Regions from separate parts of the Mus musculus genome. Here region 2 is linked to region 1. The links are chromatin contacts, called in public HiChIP or PLAC-seq maps. All regions are on one chromosome and are shown on one strand. Each heading gives the region's core, a stretch centred on a gene start, on an enhancer-like site or on the middle of the called end of the contact. The rest is flanking DNA. Distances are from core to core; before and after follow the strand shown. Region 1 has its middle 44 kb from the start of 1700007L15Rik. Region 2 overlaps Kalrn (kalirin, RhoGEF kinase).

Region 1 (6,719 bases), core at 1,320-3,819:
CATCCCTGTCTCTGTGGAGATGAAAGAGAGCAAACATGGACAATGTCCACTTTCCTTTTATGGAGATGACCCCAGAAGGACAAAGATGGCAGCAACTAGCACAAGGGAACCTGGGAAACAGTCTGTTACACAGCTGGAACTGAGGGGTCTGTCTTTAAAGGAAGAGGAGAATGACAGCCAGAAGGAAAATGCTCTCTCTTGAAAAGCCAGTAGTCACCTTTGCAGGTCTGGTCCCGCTCTCTAGTCTCCAGGGAGGGGATGGACTGAACTGAGACAAAGTAGTCTCTGAGAAAGCCTGGGCTGCCTGGTAATAGAAAAGCTTGGTAGTTTGAAGAGTAACAGAATAGCAAGGTTGTTTGTGTAAGAAAGGGGGGAGGGGTGGGAACTAGGTCTGCTTATCAAAGTCAGGGGCATGGAAGAGAGAAGACAGTCCAGATGCTGGCAAGGAAGGAGTCGGTTGGTTGGTTGGTTGGTTGGTTGGTTGGTTGGTTGGTTAGTTGGTTAGTTGAGAAGGGGCTCAAATTAATCAGAAGGGGAAAGACCTGAGGACACATGGAGTGGTTAGCATTCTACACTTCTTTCTTGGGATAAAAGAGAAAGAGTAGTAGCTGGGCAGTGGTGGTGCACGCCTTTAATCCCAGCACTTGGGAGGCAGAGGCAGGAGGATTTCTGAGTTCAAGGCCAGCCTGGTCTACAGAGTGAGTTTCAGGACAGCCAGGACTACACAGAGAAACTGTCTCAAAAAAAAAAAACAAAAACAAAAACAAACAAACAAACAAAAAGAAAGAAAGAAAGAGAGAGAGAAAGAGTAGCCTATGCATCAAGAGATGGGTCCAGGGCTCAGAGACGGCTCCAAGGTTAAGAGCACTTGCTACTGTTGCAAAATACGAGCTTTTGCCTCCCAGCATCCACGCTGGGAACTCACACTGCCTGCAACTTCAGCTCTGGGGGGTCAAACACTCCTAGTTTCTGAAGACAATTGTACTCACATGTGAGCTACACACACAAGTAAAGATAAATTAAATCTTTTTAAAAACAGAGAGATGGAGACACTTGAATATAGAGTGGGAACACTGAGCAAGCCTGTATTCGGGTCATCTAATCACACCCATGCATGCGTTTCCTGCCTGCATTTGTACACATGGAGGCTGCTAAGAGCTCATGAAATTTCAGAGGGAATGTGCCGTCTTAACCAGGACTACCCTGCCCCTTGCAGAATATAAATAAATATGCTGTCCCTCCCTCAACAGAGCGAGGGACCTGAAAGCCAAACAGACACTGTGGACACAGAGTTGCCCTCAATAAATATTTGTTAAACAAGCACATGCATGAATGAATGAACAAACACATCTTGCTTCCTGTGACTCTGGACAGGCCCACATGCTCAGCACATTTAAATTCCTCCTCAAACACCATTGTTCCTCTGGGCCGATGCTCATCTCACAGAGTCTGTTTGCAAGCCTGCCTCCTTCTCTCAAAGGTGAACCTGGTATTACTGAGATAATATGGATTTTAGCAGGCAGTATTTAGGCCGCGTGTTGGAGCTATTAGAGATTGGAAGGATCCACTTGGGCCAGATGCCAGCTTCGTATGTTTAAAACCCTGGTATAGGTTAGGACTGTAGGTAGGTGGGAAGGTGCTTATGAAGGGCACAGGTTCAAGTCCCAACATAAGGGGTACAGATTTAAATAATAGGTTGAGCTTGCTGTGGTATTTTCCCCCTCCAAAAGGTGACTGGCCCTTGATGGAAGTCCTCTATGGCGGTTTCTTTTGTTGTGTTTGTGTGATTTTAATTTTTGTTGTTTTTGTTTTTCTAGACATGGGTTCTCTGTGGAATAGCCCTAGCTGTCCTGGACTTGCTTTGTAGACCTGGCTGGACTCAAACCAGCCTGCTTCTGCCTCCTGAGTGCTGGGATTAAAGGCATGCGCCACCACACCAGGCAAGATTTAAAATTTGTACTGTTATATCTACTTTGTATTTTGCATGTGCGCTTGTGGGCAAGAACTGGTGAATGTCATGTGTATAGAGGTCAGAGGCCAACTTGCAGGAACCGGTTCTTGCCTTCTAGCTGTGGGTTCTGGGGGTAGGGGTTGAACTCAGGTCATCAGACTTGAGGGTGGCGTTTGTGGGCTGAGCCCTCCCACAGACCCTGCTTCCGTCTGATTTTGAGACAGTGTTTCATGACCTCGGCACACTCAGGTAGCTCAGAAACAAACAATCAAACCAAACCAAAACAACGTCCCCCGGCACCACTTTTGCCTTCGGTTCACCTACCTTTCTTGTCTGCGCTTTTTAAATTTAGGAGAGTATTTCCAGGAGACAGTGATCCTGGAGGGAAATTAGAACAAACGCTTCCTGATCGATTACGAGTCACTCGCAAAACCAGGAAATCTCGTATTATAGAGTCATTGTAGATGGTGACGTGTTAGAGATCAAATATAAACAAACAAAAGATGGACTTGGTAGTTGTTGCTTAATGGGCTCAGGGGCGCCCTCCTGTGGGCCAGTCCCTACCCCGGGCCTCCAGAGACTGCGGCCCTCCCCTGAGCTTCCATCTGGAGCCTGGTCTGTTGAATGAAAGGTATGCACATCCTCACCGTAGAGGGAGAGTCGCCAGGTTCAGCTTTCAAACTGCAGAAATGAAGAGCAAGCCAAATGATGACATCACCGTTGGTTTGCGAGGCTGCCTGCCTCCTGGTGGAGGGCACAGAAGCTTCACTTTTGTCCTTGCTGTGGGACTGGCACTGACTGGCCACTTCTGGCTGAAGGTCAGAGCTGAAGCAGACCCACTACCCTTGGAAATCCCTGTCTTGTTTCTGTCCAGACCAAACCTCCTCCTCTTCTTTGTTTCTTTTTGTTGTGTTTTTGTTTTTTTTTTTTCAAGGCAGAGTCTCATGTGGCCCAGGCTGGTCCAGAACTTGCTTTGTAGCTTTGAACTCCCTGATCATTCTGGCTCCACCTACCAAGTGCTGGGGGTTTCAGGTGTCCGACACCATGCCGTGTAGACAGGACACTCTCTAGGCCAGTAGTTCTCAGCCTTCCTAATGCTGTGACCCTTGCATACAGTTCCTCATGTTGTAGTGACCCCCCAACCATAAAATTATTTCATTGCTACTTTGTAATTTGGCTAATTATAAATCACAGTATAAATATCTGATAGGCAACCCCCATGAAGGTCACAACCCACAGGTTGAGAACCACTGCTCTAGAGCATTCTTTAGAGCCCTGTCTCTCTGGGGCAAGACAAGAACAAGGGAGTGAGGGAGCTAAGAGAACCACCGCTTACATTTGTGGGGGGCACCGCCTTAGCCCATAGCCTGCTTCCCAGTGTTCCAGGCAGGGGGATCAGGAGACCAAAGCCAACACCCACTATTGCTCTTAGTCCCTGCCTGCCTTCTAGAATATTCTACCAGCTTCTGGCTAGGGACCAGCTAGTGATTCTATATCATTTCTAGTTTGACATCGAAACCTCTGAGTTTTCAGCCAACATCACAGCAAGGCCAGTCTCCTCCATCCCTCCCTCCCTCCCTTCCTTCCCCACACCCTTTCTTCCTCTCCCCGTCCCCCTCCCCCCCATCTCCCTTCCTCCTGTCGCCTTCCTCATTTTTTATCCTCCAGAGACTATACCTGAATAGACCACACACATTTTCATGATATTTCCTAACGAAAACTAAAGGAGTAAATTGCAAACCTGCATTCATAACTATTTCTGGGTGCTACAAATTGGTGCTAGCCCTTAGCTGTTTTTCTCTGACCACATAGTTTTCCTATCCTTGAGTGAGACCGTCTCAGTCTGCCTCAGCGCATGCCATTGTCCCAGGACTGACCCAGCCTGGGATTGGCGTCCTTTCTAATTACAGAGAAGCACACACACACCCTCCCCCGCCAGGTCCGGTGCATCTGATATTTCATACCCAGTGTTTGGTTCTGGGTGTCAGATTTTAAGATGCACACTGACAGATTGGAGAGAACAACCAGGTAGTGAGGACTCTGGAAACCATCTTATACCAAGAAGGGGAAGAAAGCAAAACAAAACAAAACAAAATGCTCACCCAGGGCTGGAGAGATGGCTCAGCGGTTAAGAGCACTGACTGCTCTTCTGAAGGTCCTGAGTTCAAATCCTAGAAACCACATGGTGGCTCACAACCATCCGTAATGAGATCTAACACCCTCTTCTGGTGGGTCTGAAGACAGCTACAGCATACTTATATATAATAATAATTTAAAAAATCTTAAAAAACAAAGAGTCAGGCAGTGATGGCACATGCCTTTAATCCCAGCACTTGGGAGGCAGAGGCAGGCAGCTACACAGAGAAATAAAAACCAAAAGTAAAGGAAGGAAGGAAGGAAGGAAGGAAGGAAGGAAGGAAGGAAGGAAATGCTCAACCAGAAGAGAGAGTTTTTTTTGGTTTTGTTTTTTTGTTTTGTTTTGTTTTGTTTTGTTTTGTTTTGTTTTTTGGTTTTTCGAGTCAGGCTTTCTCTATATAGACCTGGATATCCTGGAACTCACTTTGTAGACCAGGCTGGCCTTGAACCCAGAAATCCAGCTGCCTCTGCCTCCCGAGTGCTGGGATTAAAGGAGTGCGCCACCATGCCTGGCTAAGAGAAAGGGTTTATTGCTTGTGTCTGCATGGGTGCAGCATGGTGCTACTTTGAGGGCATCTTAAAGGACCCAGTTTAACTCACCCAGTTCTATTTAAGTGGTGTTGTGTGGCAGTTTCTTCCAAGATTAAAACCTTTCCTCCTGGAGGGAAGCTCACTGTGAGAAAGGATGCTTACAAGGAAGTGAAACACACGGAAGCTCATTAAGCTAAGAAGTGAACACCTGTAAGCTTCAGGAAGTTCCTAAAACTGATCAGATTCACTAGGCCCCTCTGTCCCTAAGCAAACGCAAGCCGTTAGAACAGAGAGACGCTCAGGGAAGCCTGGAAGAGGCTCAGACCAACTTAACTACTAGAAAGGACATTCTTCATCCTGCTGAGCTGCCTGCAGGCTGCGCAGTGCACTATAGTATTCATGAGCCGTCACCCATGCTGGGTAGGCTCTGGTGATGCAGCTGTCTCTGAGTAATTTCTGCTTCTATAAGTAACCCCTCAGCCATATTCTTTTATGCAGTATAACTCAATGGTTCTCTGAGTTGATCTCTGGTGGTATCTGATCTTTGGTCAATCTTTGGTTCCTTATTTGGGGTGAGTACATATTTGTTCACATTTCCCTGGGGAATAGTGTCACATGACAGGTAGCATGGACCTTTCTAAGAAGACATTAAGGGTCTTTTTGCTGAGACTGTTCCTAGGTCTCATCTGGCCCTACAGAGGAGTGGTTCTGGACAGTTCTCTTGTCTGGCAGAAGGCTGTCCTTGCAGTCCTATAACTCATTTCTATGCATTAAACAGAGAGACCTGGAGGTTTGGGGCGACTGTGGTCCCGTTAGCCCTTGCTGCCTCTAGACATCAGTCAGTTTTCACCTGTAATTCTTCTCCTTTGAAATCCTGACAAGCTCTTTGGGAATTTCAAATGTTCCCTTCCGTAGGGTGACACCCCGCTTGCTTTACATTTTAAACTTCAAAGCTGCTTTGGAGCATAAAGGTTTGCTTTGTAACATCTTAAAGGTTTCTAGCCACAGGGAAAGTGACTTGAACTCTTTGCTTTTGAAGTTGATACCTTGTCCACCAACTTCCTGGTTACCTTGGCCATCCTTTCAGGATGTGGAGGCATCCCTGTGAACTTGCCTTTGCTCTGGAAGAAGAGGTCTGCCTCTGACCCATCTAGCGCATCTTAGGGCATTCTAGAGCAGGGGAGGCCGGAGGTGCCCATCCCACATCTCCAAGAGATCTCAAAAGAAGGTGACTGAACACACTCAACAGCTACCCGACTATCTTAGGAGATCTGGCTTAGGCTCAGGCACGGACCCTTTTTAAACTCCCCGAGTCATTCTCATTTGCAGCCAAGGAAGGAGAAGTCCCTTCCTGAGAGGTTAGAGTCACTCCGTGGCCTATTTCCTCTCAGACATCGCTTCAGATCAGCCAGTTTACTTGGGGTCTTAGTTGGGTTTTCATTGCTGTGAAGAGACACCAGGACTACAGCAACTCTTATAAAGGCAAACTTAAGTTTAATTAGGGCTGGCTTACTGTTTCGCAGATTTAGTTCATTATCATCATGGAGGGAAGCATGGCGTCGTGCATGCAGATAGTGCAGGAGAGGTAGCTGAGAGTTCTGCCCCTGGATCCACAGGTGACGAGAAAGGGACTGTCAGCCAGTAGGCCTGGTTTGAGCTTCTGAGACCCAAAATGGTACACTTCCTTCAAAGCCACATCTATCCCAACAAGGCCACACCTCCTAACAGTGCCCTTCCCTATGAGCCTATGGGGGTCATTTTTTATTCAAACCACCACACTTGGGTTCTAGAATATTAATAGTGTTCATCTCAAAATACTATTCAGGACAGATTTTGGTTCAGATGCCTTGGAACTTGTAATCTACTTCCCGAGGGGTGAAGTCATCGGGACCTACCATCATACCTGTTCTCGTGATGCCAAGGACTGAGCCCAGGGCTTTGTGCATGCTAGGGAAGCCCTGTACCAACCGAGCCACAGCCTGTGCCCTCTTCTTCCCTCTGCCGATTCTGCCCCCGCTGCCTTCTTTTTCTCCATGCTGTGATGGAACTCTGGACCTTGGTCATGAATAAGCAGCGTTTTACCGTTGGATTATGCCCTCAG
Region 2 (6,592 bases), core at 1,139-3,638, 660 kb before region 1:
AACACATGCACACAGAACAATTTTTAAAGCTGCAACCTTCAGTCTAGTCAGTGAAATGATTGCCCTGAAAGCACCAGGGTCTGCGTTTTGATCGCCAGCGTCCGTGTAAAAAGTTGGACGTGGTGGCATCCATCCCAACAATAATCCCAAAGCTGAGGTGACAGACAAGATCCCTAGGTTGGCTGGCTGGCCAGGGCAGCTGAATCAGTGGGCTCACAGTTCAATGAGAGACCCTGTGTCAGAAATGAGTCAGAGAATAGTCAAGGAAGACTCTCAGAGCTGACCTCTGGTCTCCACACACACACAGGCACACAGCACATGCTCATGACCACATATACACATACATACTGATGAAAGAAGAAGAGAAGAAAGGGAAACAGTTGCTCAGTTCTTCTGGCCATTTTCCCCCCTCTCACATCATCTTGTGGCAACTTAGATCACAGCCTTTCTAGGTTTGGTTTTAATCTAAAACACAGTTTCTGGGAATTGAGAAGGCCGACCTTCCTCTGCCAGTCGCCCTGTATGGATGTATTGTTCTGTCCAGCTCAACCCATGGGACTCTCCTTTGCACCAGTCTTGCCTTCTCAAGGCTGAAATATGATGCAAACTGAAGCCACACAAAGCAAGCCAGTGGATCTGACCCGGAGTCAGGAAACCTGGACTCCAGATCGAGGAAGCTGTGTGACCTTGGGCCAGTTAACTTTCTTGAGCTCTGGGTTTCTCTGCAGGCAGCTTACACAGTCCCTAGTGTGCAGGCCTTCAGACACTGACACATAGCCCTTTGAACACCATGTAAATCTAAGAGGTAATGTATGTCGGGAACTTGGCTCTGAACCATGTCAGCATTGAGACCACGACAGAAGAAACTGGAAGAGGTGCTTTCTGCTGTTGAGTGGGGGTAGGGATGGCGACTGAAATGACCACTCTCGGTTCTAGGAACGGTGAGTGTCCTGAGCTGGTACCTAATTTCTTCCCAACACACAATTTCAGGCCCTAGATATCCCATCCTTGAAGAGCCAGCCTGTCATCCCACCTTTGATACTCTGGTATCCCCAGCCCAGATACAGGGCTTCAAAATGACCTGGCCACACAGACGAAACTTCGATACCCGAGTCGGGCAACTGACCTCCTGGCATTGCCAGTATGTTTGCACTGAAGCCTGTTTTTGTATTTTAATAACAGAATCCATGAAAAGGACTCTTTAAAGGAAAAGAAAGCGAAGCATCACATTCCGGTCATTTTGACAAAACATTTGCTTTGTAACGTATCTGATGCGTTTGGCAACCACACACTCTCTTCCTGCCCAGATCTGTTCTGATTCCCTATAAGGGCAGATGGATGTCCTACTACCCAAGGGACCTTCGCTGAAACAAGATGGCCCTCCATCCTGTGCCCTGGCCATCAGGGAGGACACGGTTGCTCACCTGTGTTAGTCTTGTCACTGACCAAGTCCCCAAGAAAAGCTACTGTAAAGGAGGAGTGGCTTTGCCTCACGGCCTCTGGGTTTCTGTAGTTGTTCCTTCATCCCTGATGCTCTGGGATGAAGAGAAGGCTGAAGCTTGTGGTGGCAGGAGTGTGTGGTAGAGGAGGCTGATCCCTCATGATGTCTGGGAAACAGAAATGGAGTGTTCACACTACAGGGCAGTAGCCTTCACTCAGGTTATGGGATGGTGCCACCACATTCAGAGCCCTTTGTTCCCCCATCCTAATTGATCATCTCTGGAAATGCCCTCATAGACACAGCTAGAGCTGTGCTTTACAAATCTCCTAGGCATGTGTCAATCCAAGTTGACCATAAACATTAACACCTCTCAGCCAGGCAGTGGTGGCACACACCTTTAGTCCCAGCACTTGGGAGGCAGAGGCACATGGGTCTCTGTAAGTTTGAGGCCAGCCTGGTCTAAATGGAGTTTTTAGGACAGCCAGGGCTGTTACACGGAGAAACCCCTGTCTCAAAAACAAAACAAAACAAGAAACAAATAAAAAAAAAATCAACCTCCTAGAAAAAGCAAAGGCAATGAGGTCAAGGTCACACAGCCAATGAAAAAGCAGGTCTTGCTTTTGACTGATGTCCTCAGCTCGACCTATGTCCTGCAGAAAGTCTGAATGCAGAGGCTCAGGCCCTTCCTTGTTGCACATCTGCTTGTAAGAGGAGAATTTCTTCTTCAACAGCTTTTATAATCCCCTGACTGCTCCGGTAATCGCAGGTCTTTAGGCACACCCTGTCCCAGTGACTCAGGAGCTCAGCTGTTGCAGCCACGAGAGTAAGTCTATTTGACACGAGTTGGAAAAGTCTCGATTGGTTTCCTGGGCTCGCATCCATGTTGAGCTCTTAGTCATGTGTGTCCTGAGGCGCCTCACCCTAGTCGGAAGGTCTGACCCATTTCCTTATATTGCACACTTACAAGTTTGCAAGTTCCACTGACCTGGGAGTTTCCCTAAGAGTGCAGCACTAGAAGAGACAAAGCCACCATTCCCACTTCCCTGTATACACAAACATCCAAATACTATCAAAGTTTACCTACAAAGTTCAGTGTACATTCCTCAGTGATTCACAAAGCAAATCTCAGGAAAATCAAGGAATCGGCAGCACATAGACAGACCAGGTTCTCCAACTACAAAGATAATTTTAAAAAAGGAAAGGTTTGGAGGGAGCTGGAGAGTTGGGTACTGAAGTTTGAGGCCATGTTAGGCAGCTCACAGCTTCCAGCTCCAGGGAATCTAATGCCCCTGGCCTTCTTGGACACATGCATTCACATGTATATCACACACACACACACACACACACACACACACACACACTTAATTTTTTTTTTAATTATTTGAAGCTAGGCCAAGGTGAATGCCTTTAATCCCAGCACTCAGGAGACAGAAGCAGGTGGATCTCTGTGAGTTTGAGGACAGTCTGGTCTACAAGAGTGAGTTCTGGGATGACCAGGGCTATACAGAGAAACCCTATCTCTAAATACATAAATGAATAAATAAATAACTGGAAAACTGATCTAGTCAGATTGAAATAATGAATAGCTAAACCTTCAAATAAGAAATCACACCCAGCCCCAGGACCACATGCAGAAGTAGTGTTTAGGGAGTTTTATTTTATGCTGGGGATTGAACCACACATGCCAGGCAAGTGTTCTACCACTGTGCTAGATCCTCAACCTGGAAAATCTCTTTTTACTCTCTGCTCGTTTTCTAACTAAATGTTATCTAGCATCCCTTTCCTTCCCTGCACTCAGATTTGTAGCTCTGAGACGGTTGAGGGCGTTCGGTTTGAGCTTGTTTCTGCCATCTTTACACCATTAGCATCCTTTGTGTGCCGTGTGGAACTGTGTTTTGTGATTGGATGATGAGGGACTCAGAAAAAAACAAGGTCAGGTCATCCCCAGCTGACAACTGTTTTCCAGACAGAATTTCACCTTCTTTCTCTAAGTCAGACTCTTAGGCATTAACTGAGGGGGATACTCAAGCTCTCTTCAAACTCAGTTTGTTATTCAACACTGGTGGATTTTACCTGTAACATTTCCCCTGAACTCGCTGTTGTCCCATTTTGAAGAAAAATCCAGAAGGCAGGAACTAAGGTGCAGTGGCGATTCTTGTCTTGTGGCTTCAGGAAACCTTGCTACCTGCTGCCCTCTGCTGTTCAAATAAAACCAGGCTCCCCAGTTGTTCATCCTTGCCTCTCTCCTACTCCCCCACCCCACCCCAGCATAATCTATCTCTCCCTCTCCCCCTCCCCCTCCCCTTTCTCTTCCCCTCCCTCCATCCCTCCATCCATCCCTGCATCTCTCAGAGTCAGACTACGTGCATTCTGTGTGACTAACCCCACGTTTCCTCCATGACCACATCTCTCTGACATCCTAGTTCTCTGTGGCTTCACATCTGACACCATGCTCACTGCCCACCTGTTTGGGGGACACTCAGAAATATCGGAGACTTGGGATTAGTACCTCCGGTCCCTGTACTTACCCGCAGTGGTCACCAGACAAGACAGCCAGGAGACCCAAATTCTAGACCAGTGATAGAGTGGCCCGAGTTAATCTGATCCAACCACTTTGGCCTGTCCTACAACAGATACTGTGTTTGACACCACGATTGATGACTCTGATGGTACATAAACCCCAGAAGGGTTGCCACCTGCCGACGGTGCACAGGACTAGTGAGCAAATGCGACGCGGATAAAGTGTTATGCATGGCAGCTCATGACCAGAGGCCCCCAAGGTGCCAGCCTCTGAATGAGCATAGAGGAAGAAGATCACCATCGACTGAATCTCAGGCTTGGACTGACCAGTGGGATTCCTAAGGAAGTCATATGTCCAGTTTATAGAAAATGAAAAGCACTCCAGTTACCCGGGGTGGGGGGGGGTATGCATTATCTTTTCCTCCTCGGACTTAGAATCCCACCACTAAAAGCTGTCAGTGATTTGACAGATACAGAACACCACATGCCACAGTTGGTACTAAATTTGGAGACAATAAGAAGACAACTTAACCCTTGCCCTTGTGGGCTTGGGACCCATACAGATCCATAGACAAAAACATTCCTGAGGAGACCACAGTAGGAGAGCAGCGTGGCGGCCGTCTCCTGCCCCCATACTTAGGTTTGCTTCAAATAGAGGAAAATTATCTTCTGTAGATGTGAGCCACAGGCACAGCTAGCAAAAGCATTGGTATGGAACCTCACTCGGGGTCTAAGTTCCTGCCGGAAAGTTTACAGAGGACTGGAAAGAGATCCGTCAGAGGCAGCCCAGCAGAGCAGGTGGGCCTTTGGCATCAATGACATCTCCCAGTGCACCCCACACTGTGATGGACAGAGTCCTGAGCCAAATCAGAGACTCCCATAGCCAGTCAGCCCGCTGTCACTGTGGGATCTTACACTTCACTTCCCCATCTCATTCAGGAGATGGGGATCGGCAATCCTGCCTCCATGTTTCTCTGGGGCTTCAGAGGATCTAAGGAAGGTGTTTGTGAGTAGTGTATACCAATCAGATAATGCTGCCCAGATCCATGCTGGTATCACGGTCAGCAACACCTGCTCTCCTCGCTGGGTCAGCCAAATGGCAAAGAAATGAAGATGGCTGGTTTCCCTGGGTCTTTCCAGGTGAAGAACCTACAGTTGAGCCTCTCCTCAGCATCTTCACTAAACCTACACCCTCAGTAGGAACGTTCATTTCTTAAGCAGTGTGCGTTTGATAGCATACACTCTCCAGCTAGGGTTCTGTGATGGGGAAGAGGAGTAGGAAACGTTCTCTCTGCAGCCATCTGGGATGTGTCCTCCCAGGCTTTTGAAGCCTCACTTCAATTCTTCCTACCAAGACCTGAGGATGTAACTCAGTGCTGGGGTGCTTACCCAGCACGGACACGTCCTGGGTTCAGTGCCTGGCACCTCAAGTGTATATGAAATATGTTAACTTGCCACTCGCTCCCTTGTCTTCCCTGTGAGACTCCTGGTGGGGGCTCCATATCCTTCTCTCTGGGGAATCTCCAGCGTGGTGGGACATAGAGGCCACTGAACAGTTCTCGGCATCCTCAGGTTCTTTCTCCACTAGAGTCCCGATGGGGTAGGGGAATGGGATGTTGCAGAGGCTAAAGCTCTGCTGTCTGTTGAGGAGTGCTCCATATCACGGCAAATTTTGTTTTATGTTGTTGTTTTTTCCGAGACAGGGTTTCTCTGTGTAGCCCTGGCTGTCCTGGAACTCACTTTGTAGACCAGGCTGGCCTTGAACTCAGAAATCCACCTGCCTCTGCTTCCCAAGTGCTAGGATTAAAGGTGTGTGCCACCACTGCTATGGTAAACTTATAACACAAATGTCATCCTGTCTTCCCACTGTGCTGCAGCCTGTGGACAGCAATGCACCTGCCTCTCTTGTTCCCTCTTGGTACAACCAACCTAACCGGGGACTGTTCAATAAATCTTTACCAACATCAAATAACCCTTCCATGTTGGCATTACAATCCCCAGATTACAGAGGTCTGTGCTCACAAAACCAGGTTAGCGCTACACTCCTCAGATGAAGCGGAGTCCTACGTTGTAGCCAAGGATTGTAGCCAAGTGCAGAGCGCCCCAGGGCCTCCTCATTCCTGCCCTCTCCCAGCGTTCACACACTTCACCCCACTCTGCTAAGAGCCGCCACTCTCAGTGTTGTTTTAGAATCATTTTCCAAAGTTTGTGTTCCAGATGTTTGCAAACAGGCTCTAGTCAGACATTAGACATTTACCCAGGACTAATTATTTTATACATCTTGTGATCCTGTTTTGAGATCCTGTTTATGAACCGAACCTTCCTGGGAGACATGAAATGAGGTGAAACATGTATCAAGTGGCCATTGTGTGGAGATCCTGGGCACAGGGGTGAATCACAGCAGCTCCCACCCTGGAGATCTCTGGGTCTAATTGGTCTGACTGCCCCTTTTCTTTACAAAATATTTGGACAGTGAAATGGGTTGACTGCAGAAAATTTGGAAAGTTCGTGTAAGATGGAAAAGGTGAGCTGGAACCTGATGCATGTCTTTAATCCAACCCTCAGGAGACAGAGGACAGGCGGGTCTCTCTAAGTTCAAGGCCAGCCTGATCTGTGGAGCAAGTTCCTGGA

The links. HiChIP or PLAC-seq counts read pairs in DNA pulled down with a chosen protein or histone mark.
Region 2: a contact with region 1 is called in a FOXA1 HiChIP or PLAC-seq map of pancreatic cancer cells. The contact joins two enhancer-like sites. A contact is called at or near these places in 1 of 15 datasets of contacts at CTCF or cohesin (large pre-B cells) and 1 of 115 datasets of contacts at active chromatin or transcription factors (pancreatic cancer cells).

Annotation. Positions count from the first base shown.
Region 1 is chr16:33,333,276-33,339,994 of GRCm38.p6, reverse strand. No RefSeq gene overlaps it. Among named protein-coding and RNA genes, the nearest start is that of 1700007L15Rik, 44 kb to the left of the region's middle. Within about 2 kb of position 2,569, at least 90 of the 459 cell types and tissues checked have an H3K27ac peak or open chromatin away from gene starts, as enhancers often do. A contact at or near this core is called in pancreatic cancer cells, where this site is marked.
Region 2 is chr16:33,996,622-34,003,213 of GRCm38.p6, reverse strand. The region is part of intron 51 of Kalrn (kalirin, RhoGEF kinase); the gene reads left to right. Among named protein-coding and RNA genes, the nearest start is that of Umps, 33 kb to the right of the region's middle. Within about 2 kb of position 2,388, at least 46 of the 459 cell types and tissues checked have an H3K27ac peak or open chromatin away from gene starts, as enhancers often do. A contact at or near this core is called in pancreatic cancer cells, where this site is marked.